Linked DNA regions of Mus musculus: all the other regions are linked to region 3. The links are chromatin contacts, called in public Hi-C and promoter capture Hi-C maps. All regions are on one chromosome and are shown on one strand. The core of a region is the stretch at or near the end of the contact, and the rest is flanking DNA. Distances in the headings are between cores, read along the strand shown. Region 1 has its middle 79 kb from the start of Strit1. Region 2 has its middle 72 kb from the start of Gm40063. Region 3 holds the start of Mme (membrane metallo endopeptidase).

Region 1 (3,104 bases), core at 311-2,810, 270 kb after region 3:
TCACAGTTAAAAGTTTACCTTGTGTCTCAGTAGAGACTTTGGAGTCTAGAATTTTGAGCAGTATTTGAACTCAAGACTATGGGGATGCTTAAAGTTAAAGTAAATGCACATTGCTTTAAGGGATGATTGGAACCCTTTAGGGAACAGGAGCAGAATATTATCATTTCAATCTGAAATGTCAGCATAGGCTGTTTTGAGTGCTAGTCCCTGGTGTTGGTGCTATTTTGAAAGCTATTGCACCTGACAGGAAGACGGGTCATTTAGAAGGTGGAATTTGAAGGTTATACAGACCCCAGATTCCAGCCTCCTGTTCCTCTCCTGGTCAGCTTCCTCATGAACAGAGTGCTGCTACAGATCAAACCATGTGGCTTCACTTTGCCCATTGTGGCAGATTCAATATGTCTTGTTTCCTGGGACCTCTCCTGCTGGTGTACAGGAGCTCTGCTCTCTCACTCCTAAGTTCCTACCTACGAATTTATAATCAAATGCTTTCTAAAACTCACTTTATGGTCTGTAAATTCCATTCTTTCAGTTAAGAAATAAGGACTCAAAGCCAAGCTCTGGCATCTTTGGTGTCTGGGTGTCTGTGGAATTTCCTAGTACTTTCAGAAGAGAAGGGCTCTGCCACCCTCAAAGGTACCCAGTATTCATGTAACACGAAGACTGGTGATTATCAGAAAAGAAAGAACTGTAAGGTCAGCTCCATTCTGCTCTGCCTGGCCTCAGTTCCATTTCTACATCCTCCATTCCCTCAAAGTCCTCACTCTTCAAGAACTTCCACTAGAGGCAAGGTTATATTTAGACATCTAGGGTAGAAGATAGCCATTTTGTTGTGAATGTAAACCTCTCTCTGTCTCTGTGTCTCTCTCTGTATCTCTCTCATTGTCTCTGTTTCTCTCTGTCTCTCTCTCTCTGTCTCTCTCTCTGTCTCTCTCTCTCTCTCTCTCCTGTGTGTGTGTGTGTGTGTGTGTGTGTGTGTGTGTGTGTGTGTGTGTGTCCAGTTCCTAGCAGAGCTTCTAAACTCCCTTGGGTACTGGTGTGGAAGAATAACTTGTTATTCCCAGTAAATCCCTGTCAAATATACCAGGGCTTATGCTAATGAAGTGACCCTTTTGGTATCAGAGTGGTTGCCAAGGAAACATTCACATGATTAGAGAACTGGAAATTTCAGCTCCACTCCCAAGACTTCTAGAGAGGTGGAGTGGAGTTGGTCTCTTTCACTCATGTGCTAGAGCAACAGAGAACCATGACTCCAGGTGGACAGGCCAAATGGTCTGTGACAGGTCCATTTCATACCTCACGTGCATTGTTACTTGCCAGGTCCTCTCTGGTTTTTTTGTAATATTTTTAATAAGATGGAGAAACCAACTGTTTTACTGAGTTTTTTGAGTCATCCTAGGAAATCATGAAACCCATTTAGAGAAACACCAAATTTCCAACTTGTAGAGGTTCAGTTGGAGCCTCTGGTCTCTAATAGGTAGCCCCCAATCTTCCTCTGTCTCCAACCCCGCCCACTCAGAATGTCTCTGAACAAAGAAAAGGCTCCAAAAGTCCAGTTCCACATTCCTGACTGCTGTCACAACCTCCTCCCCTGAAGTTGTGAGTCATCCTGAAAGGACAACATAAACTCCATTTGTCTCCATTTAAGGACCAGGCCTGAGCTCAGAAAAAGGCCATAGGCACCAGTTTCAGGAACAGATCATAAATTCCAGAAACAAGGTCATAAAACCCTCTCCCAAAGAACAGCCTGGGGATAACCACAACAATGGGGAAACAGCTTATCTCAGAATGATCGATCTGCACTGGGCAGCCCTATCTCCTCCTGTGGTGAAATGTTCAAGATATAGGAGTGCAGACCACTGACCACCTGTGACCCCCTAGCACCCACCAAAGAAATTTTAGATTACCTAATCCTTCTAGATATTTCCCCCTATAAGAAGGCCTGTGCACCTTTGTCTAGGGCTGCCATTTTGGGGAATGGTTGACCCACACATGCTTGGTGTTTGTGCAGAATAAATGTTCTTTTTCTTTGCATACTTTCTGAATCTTTAGCGATTTTCAGATCCTTACAACTGAAACCCCCACCTTGGTGACCATACTTGAGCACAATCCCAGCTTGTGGCAAATGTGTCATTTTCTGTCACGTACAATCCATAAAAAACTTCCCCACAATAGCATACACTCAACTGCTTTGGTCTCATCTGCAAGGACTGGTAAACTTGCCCAGGAGCCATTCCCAAATAAAAACACTTTTATAGCTCAGAGACTAGTCTACCCAGGTGAGAGTGTGGACTACAGAAGCTACATAGCTTCTGGGACAGACCCCGTTTCGGGCTCCAGACATCCGAGCACCTTCCCCACCAGAGGAGAGGTGTTTGCCCCACCCGGGAGGGTTCTGCTGGAGCACCTGGGGGAGCCATCATGGGTCCTGGATCCCTCAGAGACTAGTCTTCACAGGTGAGAGTGCAGACTACAGAAGCTACACAACTTCTGGGACAGGCAGAAGAGACACAACTTCTGGGACAGACCCCGTTTCAGGCTCCAGACATCCGGGCACCTTCCCCACAAGAGGAGAGATGTCCACCTGGGAGGGCTCTTTATTTTCCCTTAACATCAATGGACTCAATTCCCCAATGAAAAGACATAGACTAATAGACTGGCTACACAAACAGGACCCAACATTTTGCTGCTTACAGGAAACCCACCTCAGGGAAAAGACAGACACTACCTCAGAGTGAAAGGCTGGAAAACAATTTTCCAAGTAAATGGTCTGAAGAAACAAGCTGGAGTAGCCATTCTAATATCAAATAAAATTGACTTCCAACCCAAAGTTATCAAAAAAGACAAGAAGGGTATACTCATACTCATCAAAGGTAAAATCTAGCACGATGAACTCTCAATTCTGAATATCTATGCTCCAAATACAAGGGTAGCCACATTCATTAAAGAAACTTTAGTAAATCTCAAAGCACACATTGCACCTCACACAATAATAGTGGAAGACTTCAACACCCCACTCTCACCAATGGACAGATCCTGGAAACAGAAACTAAACAGAGACACAAGGATGCTAACAGAAGTTATGAAACAAACGGATTTAATTG
Region 2 (2,700 bases), core at 117-2,616, 360 kb before region 3:
TTATAACAACTAGTTTATTCATAAACAGCAATAAACAAGTAAATGGTGAAATGGGATTGCACTCATTCATACACACACACACACACACACACACACACACACACTTCACTAACCTCCAGTCTGTAACCTGGCTCGATTGTGAGTCAGGTAAGGCTTGCAACTTTCAGGTCCAGCTAGAGCAGAGGTCCAGGTCGTCTCTCAGCATGACAGCATCTCCATAGGGCTCCAGGAGGGAGAATGTTGTGGCCAGATGGGGGTCAGGAGTGGGGTTCAAACTAATTTTATCCTGTCATAATTAAGGTATTCACACATTATTTCACGGAGCTACCCTTACTCCAGCCTTCTGGTTGATGAGATCTACTTATAACTTTCCTGAGAATTTTTTCCCTTGAATTTCTAAATTTTTCATTTTAATTTTTACTTCATTTTTCTTTCTTCTACCTATAGTTGAATTTTTTCTTATCTTGAAATGTTTTTGTTATTTTATTCAGCTGGTGTGTGTGTGTCTGTCTGTCTGTCGGTTGTCTGTCTGTGTAAGGTATTTATTGTGACCCCTAACCATAAACTCTTTGAATTTTCTAATCTTGTTTATTATTGCTGCTTTTGATTTATTGTCTGGGAAGTCATGTAACTCATTTGTCTTGGAAGTCATAACTATAGGTGTACTAATTCCCTGTGGGATTATTGTATTAGTTATTCATGTTTGTGTTGGGATAGGACCTGAGCATGTGGAGTTACATCTTTTATAGTGCTTCTTAGTATGGAAACCTTGTCCCTGCTTGGTTGAGTGGGTGTTTGAAGCTCTGTTTCCTACTATTCCACCTTGTCATGTGACCGACCAGCTGGATGGTGCTAAGGATTAAGTCTTTGGGCAATTCATTTTTGATGTTTAAGTGGGGGTCTGAAGTAATCTTAGCTCTGGAAAAGTGAGGTTTCTAAATCCAGGAGAAAACACGAGGAAGGGTTCTAAAGAGAGTGCAGGAAGGCAACCCTGGCATCCATATTCCTCAGGCAGGTTCAAGATATTATTTGTTTAATCATAAAGTAATCTAAAGCCAATATCTGTTCTTAGATCAACAAAAGAAAATTTAAAATATCACTATTTGAGTTATATAATTGTACATTATCTAACTTATAATTTTAATTGGTAACATAATGATGCTGAAAAAGGTAAACATTCGATTTAAAAATCAATTGTTGTTTTGTTTTTTCTCCTCCAAATCACCTACTAGGAACCAAAATAGAGCTGGCATTGCCTTTTCTTTCTTGTTCAATGCAGACCAATCAGTATTAAACAATATGGGTCTATTGTTTGCTTAGAAGAATGTAAACAGCTACTGCACACAACTGTAAATTGTGAAGAAAGGTTTCTCTATTGAACTGGCTGCTTTGAATCACAATGGGACTTCAAGCAACTTGATAAACCTTTGTTCAGAGCTTTAAATGGAAGAAGAAAATGGTGAAATACAAGGCTTTAGAAGTGGCTCATACTAAAGTGCTTCAGAATAATGCCAGCTTTCAATTCTCCCAGGAAAGGGAGTGTAGAGATAATTACTCAATTAACCAGACAATATTATGGTTTCTGATTTCATGTTTGTATGGGATTCCTGTGTGTTTGAATAAGTGTGTCTCTACATCCATATTTGTTTTTTCTGCCTTTTCTTGGGCCCTTTTCCTTTTGCTTGTTTGTTATGTTCTATTCAGATATTTTTGTTATATTATATTATATTAATTATATTATTATCATCCCTTAGAAGTCTGTTTGTTTTCTAGTGAGAGATAGAAAGGAGGTGGATCCAAATGGAAAGCTGGGTGGAGAGGATCTTGGGAGTGTCAGAGTATAATATAATCAGGATACATTACATGAGGAGGAAACACCTATTTTCAATAGGAGGGGGAAAAAAAGTAAATCAGCAAAAGGAAGAAGTTGTAGTTCTTGGCAATTGGGATTAGGGAGAGCTCTATGCTACCAACCTTTCTAGACACCTTGAGTACTTTGGGCTGCTCAAAACAAAAGACTTCAGCCTAATTTCTTTTTACCCTACTCTATATTTTATATTTCACATATAATGATGAAGTAAACATGAACAAAGACTTAAAGAACACAAACCGAACAATCTGAAATGTGACAGATGATTTGAAGGTTGATCATTCAGTCCAGAAACTGATACCTGGGAAGCAGACGGCATGTTTTCACTATCTGATTCTAGTTGGAAAAGCTAACATTAAGAAAACTCAACCAAGCTGAAGTCAATCAGATATCACTAATTCAATGCTCAGGAAGTCTGCAAAACCTTAGGGATGCTTTATTTTGTTCCCATTGTTTTTATTTATTTATTTATTTATTTATTTATTTGTATTATTATTATTTTACATTTCATATCTCTGTGGTGATTTTTCATGTTTGTTTGGGGCCTTGCAGATTTTGCTTGTTTCCTTTCTTTGTTTTTGGTTTTGAAACAGGACCACACTATATAGCCCTTGTTGTCCTGAAACTCTGTATGTGGACAGGTTGCCCTCGAAGTAAGATGCCCACCTACCTCCTCCCAAGTGCTGGAATTAAAGGCATCCACCATATGCCTGAATTTACAATGTATATCTGTACACGTTGCTGGTATTGTTTTTTTTTTAATTAGGTATTTTCCTCATTTACATTTCCAATGTTATCCCAAAAGTCTCCCATACCCTCCCCCCTACTCC
Region 3 (3,019 bases), core at 51-2,550:
ATTGCTCAATGGCTGCTCAAATACTTATCATGCTAAGGCGTTAAGGCCCCAGGTCAACCACCTCCTTTAGGTGAAAGAGATATTCTTGAATCTTGTGGATATGCTAGATAGCCTTAAAAGAGTAATATGTTTAAAACTTTAATGAAAATAAAACAAATCAAATGAGAAACGTTAAGTAGGCTATAGCCACACACATGAGCTTAATTTTTATTTCTAGTTGAAACGTGATTTTTTTTTTGTAATATTCTGACCAAACATTACTATACTAATCAGAAATGCATTAAACTTTTAATGCTAGTGGTTGAATATGGAAAGTTTGAGAACTAGTGCCCTCTCTCCCTTCCTCTCTCTCTCCCTATCTGTATCTATATATACATACACATATTTTCCCAACTCGTTTTATTGTAAAATTTAGATGTTTTGAAAATTTAAGTAAAATATAATAAAAACTAAGCACACCGGTGTTGGGGAGGAAAATCTAGCTTTCTTCCCAAGAGAATTTGAGTAACTCTCTCTTCTGTGCATTGATCCTCTGCAAAACAATCGGAGGCAAGATGACCTGGGTTCAAATTCCATTTGAGATGCTTCCCAGAGTGCTTGCCAAGCTGCCTATGCTTATCAGTGAGAGGTCACACATCTCTGTTAGTCTAGCCATGAGGACAAAGATGTGCTTGTAATACCCACAGAGGAAGAAAGAAGCGTGGGCACTTCCGTTTGAAGGTGTGCGTTGAACTTACGCACATCAATTGAGTTACTTTGTCTTGAAATGTCTTTCCATGATACTCATAATTTCACTAACATACATTTCCTGTTCTTGTCTTAGCTTTTTGTTTGTTTGTTTGTTTGTGTTTCTTTAACCATTAAAAAAAAGCATAAAGTTGGTTAGGGCAAAGGAGTAAGGCATTTTAATGCTCAAAGATCGTTTCAAGTTCAAGTCCTGTGAGCATGCTCGCACTTATGGAGCATGTGTGGTGTTCAAAACTTGTGATTCCAAACAGGAGAAGGATTAGTATTCCAACTCTATATGTACTTGACATTGAATGACTACATTGAAATCCTGGGGCAGGGGTGGGGGCGGGGCAGAAAAGTTTAGCCTTTCTGAGTTCTTTGGTTACAATAGCGGCTAAAGGTAATTTCCATGAAATACTTGCCTCTGCACAAAGACAAACTTCTATCTTTGACAAATTCAATGCCTTAAGTTTAAGAGAAAGAGACACACATAGACTGGGGGGGGGGGGAGGAGAGGAGGGAAGGATGAAGAAAAGAAGACATTGAAAAGAAGGGAAGGAGAGTGAAGGACGAGGGAAAACGGAGAGAGCAAGAGTATGTGAGAGAGAAGCATTCTGGTCTTAGTCAGTTAGAGAATGAGAGCCTGCAATCAGCACTACACAATCCCAGAGAGACAGTGTATTGTTGTCTTGAAAGCCACAAAGCTAAACAATTCCAAGAATGTCTGGCGAAGCCCTTTTGGGAAGGGCAAGGTGGGGGACGAACTGGGAGAGGGAGCCCCCTCCGCCCCTTTACACGGTGTGACAGGATTTGGGAGACCTGGCGGAAACCTTCAGGTCACCCAGGGAACTGCTCTCGCGGCTGGTCCTGTGCGGCGAGGCGGGGGGTGAGCGCGAGGCGCGCAGGGCGCGGAGATGTGCAAGTGGAGGAGCTGGACGGAGTGCAGGCGTAAGCTGCAGAGCGGCTAAGGCGAGGGGTGAGTCTCGGGGTGAGGGTCCAAGGAATGCGGGCTTCCCGGGCGCTCACCCGCCCGGAGCCCGAGTGGGGCCTGGAACCTCCCGGGACTCTGGCTTCGTCCCCCTCCGCGCGCTCGGCGCCGGGGCGCACCCTGGGGACCGCACAGAGCGGTGGGCGCTCGCCCGGGCTGGGGGCTACTTTGCCTGCGGCCGCCCTGGCCGGTGCGCTCATTGGTCGGGATGTGTCTGCTCAGTCGCCTCCAACTTCTCCCCAATCCCACTGGTGAGTCACCGGAGAGCGAACAACCGGGCACCGGGAGCGGGGCACCAGTGTCCCCGGGGCGCCGGGAGTCGGTGGGACGGGCAACAGGAGGACAGAGCGGGCGGGGGCCGGGACGCGCTAAGCAAGGGCAGAGGCCGAGGTCCCGCGCGCAGCGGGCTCCTGGTGCCTGGTCGCCGCGGGAGGAGGAGGCGTGTCCTGGGCGGGAGCCGCCACTGGGACCTGAGAATGTGGGGAGGGGAAGGGGCCGAGAAGGCGACCTGGAGGAGGACCCTGGGAGTGATGTCAGGTCACCTCCAGGTTCATTTTCATAGCTTCCTGCAGCCTCCGCCCAGGAGTTCTGTTTGGTGACCGAGAGCAGCGCTGCCAAATTGCACCGGGGTTCATTTGGGGGCTGGGAATTGGCCATTCCGCTGTACAGACACTGTTTTTATTTTAAAAAACAAGGTTTGTTTTCATTTTAGTTTCTATCGGATTCTCTCCTCAATTAACTCACTTTCCTAGTTTTAAATTTTCTTAACCTAAATGTCTTTTCACAATCCCACCTCTTCATCGTGCTTCGAACCTTGGCTTCCTATTATATAATTCATGCTTAAATCTGCCAAAGGGTTGGCTGGCGCGGGGTGGGGGTGTTCTTTAGTAGATGGAAGTTTTTAAAGACCCTTTCTTACTTAACCTATCCTGATCTATTTATACTCTTTAAAAATGAGAGTAACTATAAACCGGTATTCCTCTGAGCCTCTCGGTCAAGTCTATTCCATGCCCATAAGCGGCTCACATGGATTTTATTAAACTGAAAACTAGTAACTGACTTGCAGCGCCAGCTTTTGGAAGCTGCTCTGCTATCGGCAGATTGGCGCTGAGGGAGTGTAGCTGCACGCCCTTGGATTTTTTCTTCTTTCGTTCAAGCTCTCAAAAATATTTGTTGTGTTTTGGACTTGATTTTTTGTTGTTGTTGTTGTTGTTTTGTTTGTCTTGGGTTGTACTCTAGAGCAATGTGGATGGGACTTTTCATGTCAAAACTCACTTCAGGCCGGGGGAAATACCTACTAGT

What was found. Promoter capture Hi-C pulls out the DNA fragments that hold promoters and counts their contacts. A called contact is a pair of places that touch in the nucleus more often than the background predicts.
Region 1: a contact with region 3 is called in a promoter capture Hi-C map of the 3T3-L1 cell line, with 5 times the contacts expected there. The contact joins the enhancer-like site here to the promoter of Mme in region 3. A contact is called at or near these places in 9 of 39 promoter capture datasets (the 3T3-L1 cell line, 3T3-L1-derived adipocytes, cranial neural crest and 4 more), 10 of 484 Hi-C or Micro-C datasets (the AML12 cell line, Sertoli cells, embryonic fibroblasts and 3 more), 2 of 115 datasets of contacts at active chromatin or transcription factors (fibro-adipogenic progenitors and intestinal villus epithelium) and 1 of 9 other capture datasets (adipose tissue).
Region 2: a Hi-C map of embryonic stem cells shows a contact between it and region 3, with 2.7 times the contacts expected there. The contact joins the enhancer-like site here to the promoter of Mme in region 3. A contact is called at or near these places in 12 of 39 promoter capture datasets (the 3T3-L1 cell line, 3T3-L1-derived adipocytes, cranial neural crest and 7 more), 6 of 484 Hi-C or Micro-C datasets (cerebral cortex, cortical neurons, embryonic stem cells and 1 more) and 3 of 115 datasets of contacts at active chromatin or transcription factors (embryonic stem cells and fibro-adipogenic progenitors).

The regions. Positions count from the first base shown.
Region 1 is chr3:63,561,676-63,564,779 of GRCm38.p6, forward strand. No RefSeq gene overlaps it. Among named protein-coding and RNA genes, the nearest start is that of Strit1, 79 kb to the left of the region's middle. Within about 2 kb of position 1,561, at least 25 of the 459 cell types and tissues checked have an H3K27ac peak or open chromatin away from gene starts, as enhancers often do. A contact at or near this core is called in embryonic fibroblasts, where this site is marked.
Region 2 is chr3:62,937,450-62,940,149 of GRCm38.p6, forward strand. No RefSeq gene overlaps it. Among named protein-coding and RNA genes, the nearest start is that of Gm40063, 72 kb to the left of the region's middle. Within about 2 kb of position 1,367, at least 5 of the 459 cell types and tissues checked have an H3K27ac peak or open chromatin away from gene starts, as enhancers often do. A contact at or near this core is called in embryonic stem cells, where this site is marked.
Region 3 is chr3:63,293,911-63,296,929 of GRCm38.p6, forward strand. Mme (membrane metallo endopeptidase) reads left to right here and starts at 1,301. Exons shown (of 23, transcript NM_001357335.1): 1 at 1,301-1,705.